Regions from separate parts of the Callithrix jacchus genome. Here region 2 is linked to region 1. The links are chromatin contacts, called in public Hi-C maps. All regions are on one chromosome and are shown on one strand. The core of a region is the stretch at or near the end of the contact, and the rest is flanking DNA. Distances in the headings are between cores, read along the strand shown. Region 1 holds the start of MYH13 (myosin heavy chain 13). Region 2 has its middle 34 kb from the start of MYH3.

The links. Hi-C and Micro-C count contacts between places; a contact is called where the count stands out from the background.
Region 2: a Hi-C map of induced pluripotent stem cells shows a contact between it and region 1, with 2.2 times the contacts expected there. The contact joins the enhancer-like site here to the promoter of MYH13 in region 1. A contact is called at or near these places in 2 of 3 Hi-C or Micro-C datasets (induced pluripotent stem cells and skeletal muscle).

Annotation. Positions count from the first base shown.
Region 1 is chr5:76,820,838-76,823,748 of calJac240_pri, reverse strand. It overlaps MYH13 (myosin heavy chain 13), which reads left to right and starts at 1,414. Exons shown (of 41, transcript XM_078373036.1): 1 at 1,414-1,441.
Region 2 is chr5:77,060,755-77,063,665 of calJac240_pri, reverse strand. No RefSeq gene overlaps it. Among named protein-coding and RNA genes, the nearest start is that of MYH3, 34 kb to the left of the region's middle. Within about 2 kb of position 1,450, at least 2 of the 16 cell types and tissues checked have an H3K27ac peak or open chromatin away from gene starts, as enhancers often do. A contact at or near this core is called in skeletal muscle, where this site is marked.

The sequences.
Region 1 (2,911 bases), core at 165-2,664:
TTCTGTCTCTACCTACTCCTCCTCTGCTCATAAAATCATCTTGATTAATGCAAACTGTCTTTGGAAAAATCCCACCTACAGGAAATTCTACCCACTGGAGAATGATTAATGAACCTTTGATTCAGCAAACACTGATTATATACAATCTAAACAGATCACACTGTATTGCAGTAAATGGCTCTGAATTCTACATGTACAATTGTCCCTATATAGTCAAATATCACTGTATTTTAGCAAAAAAAAAAAAAGTCTCCAAAGTAACCATAAGAATTGTCACAAAGGCCATATATTTTCATTAGAATCCACTAGAGCTGCACTCAGAACTTACTTACTCTTACTTTAGCTTGATCTTAATTTTGTAATCTCTTTCCCAATCGGTAACACAAAATCAGGCTAGTGAAGACAAACTTACCACAGAAAGAAATTACACCTGAGAGCTGGCGGCGAAGGCAAAGATAGAAAATCTAAAAAGTAAGGGTGTGGTGGCTCACGCTTGTAATCCAAGCATTTTGGAAGGCTGAGACAGGCGGATCACCTGAGGTGAGGAGTTCGAGATTAGCCTGGCCAACATGGTGAAACTCCATCTCTACTAAAAATACAAAAATTAGCCAGGCATGGTGGCATATGCCTGTAATCCCAGCTACTTGGGAGGCTGAGACAGGAGAATTGCTTGATCCTGGGAAACAGAGATTGCAGTGAGCCAAGATCACACCACTGCACTCCAGCCTGGACAGCAGAGCAAGACTCTAATAAATAAATGTGGACACAAAAATTCACAGGAGGAACAATTAGTGCAGGCATGACCCACTAAGAACCCACTATACTTGATGACTTTACTATATCATCTCCCGGAACCCCAGAGTGATCAAGAAAAGCTTAAATTTGATTCAAGATAGTAGGTTACACAGAGCAGGATGATGTAAAATACATTTTGGAAAGCGTTTCTTCCAACAGATTTTTAAACAAACAAATATATAAATAAGACTGGATGTATTAAAAGGTCAACCTTAAATTTCCAGAGATTTCTGAGACAAGGAGCACACAATCCCATACCAGTGCCAGGTAAATGGGGTGTAGTTACTGCCCACACTATCGACCACCCATTGCTTGACAAAGCATCCTGTCGTTCTGCCCTTCAGTGACCTTCTTAGCACACTCTGCTCCAGTTCCACTCTGCCCCTAGGACTCTCTAAGTCTCAAAGATCTGTGTCCAGCGTCAAAATCCCTACACAGCTGACTTGGCATTATACAGCCTCCGCTGGTCATTTATCCAAGTAACTTAACAAGAGTGAGAGATCAGGGCTACGACGCATTTTCATCTAACAAGTTAATGGTGATCCCCCAAATATAGCCAAGTTAGAGTGCTGGGCTGGCAGATTTGGGAATATAAAGAGACCTAGGGGCCACACTCCCGAAATTGCTGTGACCGCAGCATCTCTAGGTAAGTGCTCACAAGTGGCCACTTTTTTGCTCCATGTAGCTATCATTGCACCTGATCAGGTTACCAGTCCGGGCAGGGAGGCAACAAAGTAGACTTTACTGAGGGCCTACTAAGTGTAAGGTCTTGTGTTGAGTGCAGTGTTGGAGACAAGATGGAAAGACAAGACAGTTACATTTCAAGAAGCTTTTACAAGGGGTGAAAAGACAAGAGTATAAACGATGACGATATAAAAAATATTCACCTGCCGAACAAAACTGAGTATAATGCATAATACCTCCTCTGACTAGGTCAATGTTACACTGTTCAGTTAGCAAATTAACATGGTAACTTGTGGTATCTCTTCTGCGATTGCTTAAGCTATTATTTGAAATGTTTATGGTTAATTTGTTTCCCATGTCAGGATTTCTGAAAAATGGCTGTGGGGAGAAATAATCCCAAGCATCTTACCCATCTTAGAATGGTCATAGTCTGATTTGAACTGACTGGTTTGCAGACTGGTCTTACATGGCATGCCTCATGGACTTGGGACTGAATTGTGTCTAACAGTTCAATAGCATCCTTCAGGAGGACTTGTGATGCTTTGAATTCAGGCCACCATCTCTACTGGAGAACTTTCTGTTATAGACTCATAGGGCTGAAAGGAATCTTGGAGATTTTCTCGTGTAACTGATTCATTTTACAGAAGGAAAGAGATGCCCAAAGAAATCACAACAGCTACTTAACAGAACTGATACTAGAATTCTGTAGCTCTGCCTCCATATTTTATTTTTTTAATTGAGGATTCAGAATATAGTATGTAATACTTTAATTTTTTTAAAGAAATGTGTGAGAATTTTAGGATATTGCTGGAGATTATTCAAGATGCATTAAAGGTGGAGAAAGGAGGCAACAAGAATAGTAAACCAAGTCCTAAATGTCTGTTCCTGCCTAAACGGGACTTCATGAAATGTTCCCCCGGCTCCATAAAAGCACTGTATGGTAACTGGGAAGTTTGCTTAGATGACGTTTGATATTGAAAATTTTTCAGACACTCATGCCTCCTTGAGATAACCACATCGTTTATAAACTCCTAGGGCTGAGAATCCTTAGTCCCAGGTGAGTTTTCAGCTGCCCTACCTTCATCATCTCCAGGGGGAATTTAGAACCTTTAAGAGAATAAAGAAGTCTTGGTCCACAATTTATAACTTTTCTCCTATTGAAAAAAAAAGAGGGGGGGAACTGCCCATAAGCATTCAAGTTGCAATCTGGAACATTCCTTTCCCTGCTTTCTTTCTTCCCCGTCCCCTCACAGCACTCCAGTCAGAAGCAATTTCTCTAAGTTCCCATAGTACAAATTTAGAAGAGTCTAAACAAATTTAGACCCTTTAAAATGTGTCTTAATCTTGTTCAAAGACTTATTTGAGCGTTCTCTCATCCCTTACTAACTTTTGCATTCCTGTCGGCAGATCCTGTACTATATTTTTCATATCC
Region 2 (2,911 bases), core at 201-2,700, 240 kb before region 1:
GTCACTTACCATCTGCCTATGACACGCCCAAGGGATGGGAGACGCAGAGATACCCAAGAAAGATTGGGAAGAGGGAATGAGGAGAGAGCTCACGTCTTAAAGCCCTAAGGCTTTGTATGAAGTTGGGAGGAGGGGATGGAGGGAGACATATTTCCAAATATGGTCCAGCCTCAGCTCCAGGAGGGCAAGATGAGCATCCATAGCAGCTGTGCCTATTTTGGGCTTGGGGTCTCTGTCCCAAGGACAACAGGTGTTGAGACCTGAAGCACAGGGCATTATACATGGGCGTTTATTTTGAGGGGCTCCCTCAATGGGGTATCAATTCCAGAAACAAAGGCCAGCTTTTCAACTCATTATCTCCAGCTGGAATTCCTTATCTGCTTCCCTAGCAGCCCACCAGCCTGAGGCTATCGGAGCCTGCCTCTTCACACAGGTGCACTCAGCGAACTCGTAGGTTTCTGGGAAGAGGATAGGTTTGGGCTGTGTGCCCCTCTCTGTGCTGGTGACGGTTGAAGCACACATTCTCCTTGCAATCACACTCTGCTCCTGAAAAGGCCACACGGATACAAGCTGGCCCTCGCTTGCCACCCACCCCAAGGTCTGGTACCCCCAGCACCTGACTGTGCTGACAACAGAAAGACAACAGCAGCCACTTGCAGAGAATGCTATATAAACACGAGGATAATTTCCAGCAGCGTCCCACAAGGCAGGCAGAGGCTGCAAGCCTTCAGATGTGATGTTCCCTGTTGAAAGGTAGATTAAAAGGACATGAATTTTTACCTTTTTAAGTGACTTGCTTTCAGCCCCAAAGTAAATCCCGGCTGTATCTCGGTCTTGCATGCAGTGAGTAACCCATAAATACACACTGATTACACCTGATACAGCCACAGTTGATCTCCCATGGCCGAGGGCACGCAGCTCCATGGGGCTCACTCTCCGCCTTCGAGAATGAGGGTCATTTTCTGTGGGAAGCCAGCACTGCAACCTCAGCAGGTCCTGTTACAGGCAGAGTGAGTCCTCGAGGAGGTGTCTTCTGACCCCTGTTTCTTCTCCCCACTACTTCTGTGCCCACCTTACAGAGGGGTCAGAAGGGCAGTGCCAGCCCCAAACCTGGAATGGGTGCAGCAACAAGGGACCCCAAAATTCTAACCCCTAGAACAGCTCTACAGGCTGGAATTTGAATTCCTGGCTCACAGCCCAGGGACATTTCCAGTGCTTCCCAGCTCAGGGCGTTTCCACCGCTTCCTGGCCTGGCTCAGGGCGTTTCCACCGCTTCCCAGCTCAGGGCTGAGCAGAGTCAACATTCACTCAATCTCAGTTTCCTCCCAGCCTTCTTCCAGTTCCGTCTTGCCTTGTAATCCTGAGAAATCCATTGCCTTTGTGTCATCATCTGAAATGTGGCGGTGGAGATGAACGTAGGCTTTTGTGTGTGTTTGTTTGGGTGGCTCTTGCCACCTCTGTAAGGAAATGTTAATACTAGATCTATAGCTTAAATCATCCCATGTTGCTGAGTTAAAAAGACAGTTTGAATATTGAGTGTTACTGAGAAAGGAAGAAGCCATTTTGGCAGTCTCCTACTGCATGTCCTGGCTCAGTTTGTTATATCGCACTCAGCACAGAAAGTCAACACCAGAACAAAAGAATGCCAGATTACAGGGTTTATTGCCGGCGACCACGGAGAACTCACGTCTCTCCAACCTGTGGCCCCGAAAGAAAAGAGACAAGACCTTTTTATACCCACAAAACCACCTTGGGAGTGGAGGTAGAGTGGAGATGGGAATGAAAGCTGTCAATCACTTCCAGGATGGAATGATCTGGGGTGCTTACTCTGGCCATTACTGGTGATCAAAGGCCAGCAATTCTGGCAGTTACAGATAAGGGGAAGTATGCAGCTTTACCTTTTTGCAAAGTAAATTAGCAGTTTACAGAAACTCAGGTTAGCAGTCCTTGTGAGGAGAACAGAAACAGTTTTGTCCAATTTATGGTAGTGTACAAATTCTAACTCTAGGCTAGCTATATCACATGTTGAGACCACTTTTTGGCTTTTAAAGGCTGGTATATGAAGATCTGGTGGTCTGAGGCACACATGGTTCACCATACATTTGGCCCCAAGTGTGTAGTGTTTAAGACAAACAATGTCACAGCTGAGCCCATTCAAGTTAGTTAATAAAACTTGGTCCTCCTTAGGCCTGTTTGAAACACAACTCTGACCCATCACTGCTCTGCCAGACACTGCTGATGCTCCTGCCCGCCCCATCAATCACTACACTTGCTTCAGATGGATACTTAGCCTTCCCCGTGTGCCTGCAGACTTGGCTCCCCTTTGCTACTCCCACCCGGCCACCTCCACCTGCAATCCTAACATACCGCAGGCTGTCTTGGTCTTCCTCACCCACCAGCGGTTACACCCCTACCCTTTGTGCACCTTTCTAGGGGGCATTTTAAAAAATTCCCTCTGTGAGGTGGCTCTCGCCTGTAATCTCAGCACTTTGGAAGGCCAAGGCAGGCGGATCATGAGGTCAAAAGTTCAGGACCATCCTGGCCAACATGGTGAAACCCTGTCTCTACTAAAAATACAAAAATTAGCTGGGTGTGGTGGTGTGTGCCTGTGGTTCCCAGCTACTCAGGGGGCTGAGGCAGGAAATCACTTGAACCCACGAGGCAGAGGTTGCAGTGAGCGGAGACTGCGCCATTGCACTCCAGCCTGGGCAACAGAGTGAGACTCTGTCTCAAAAAGAAAAAATGCCCTTTACTCTCCCTGAGTAGCAGTCATGACTTACACCGTCTTACTTACCTTTGTTTGTATGACAGTTCCTATTTCCAATACTTTGAATTTTCAAAGCTACACACACACACACACACACACACACACACACACACACAGAGTCACTGGAAGGACACCCAGGTCGGA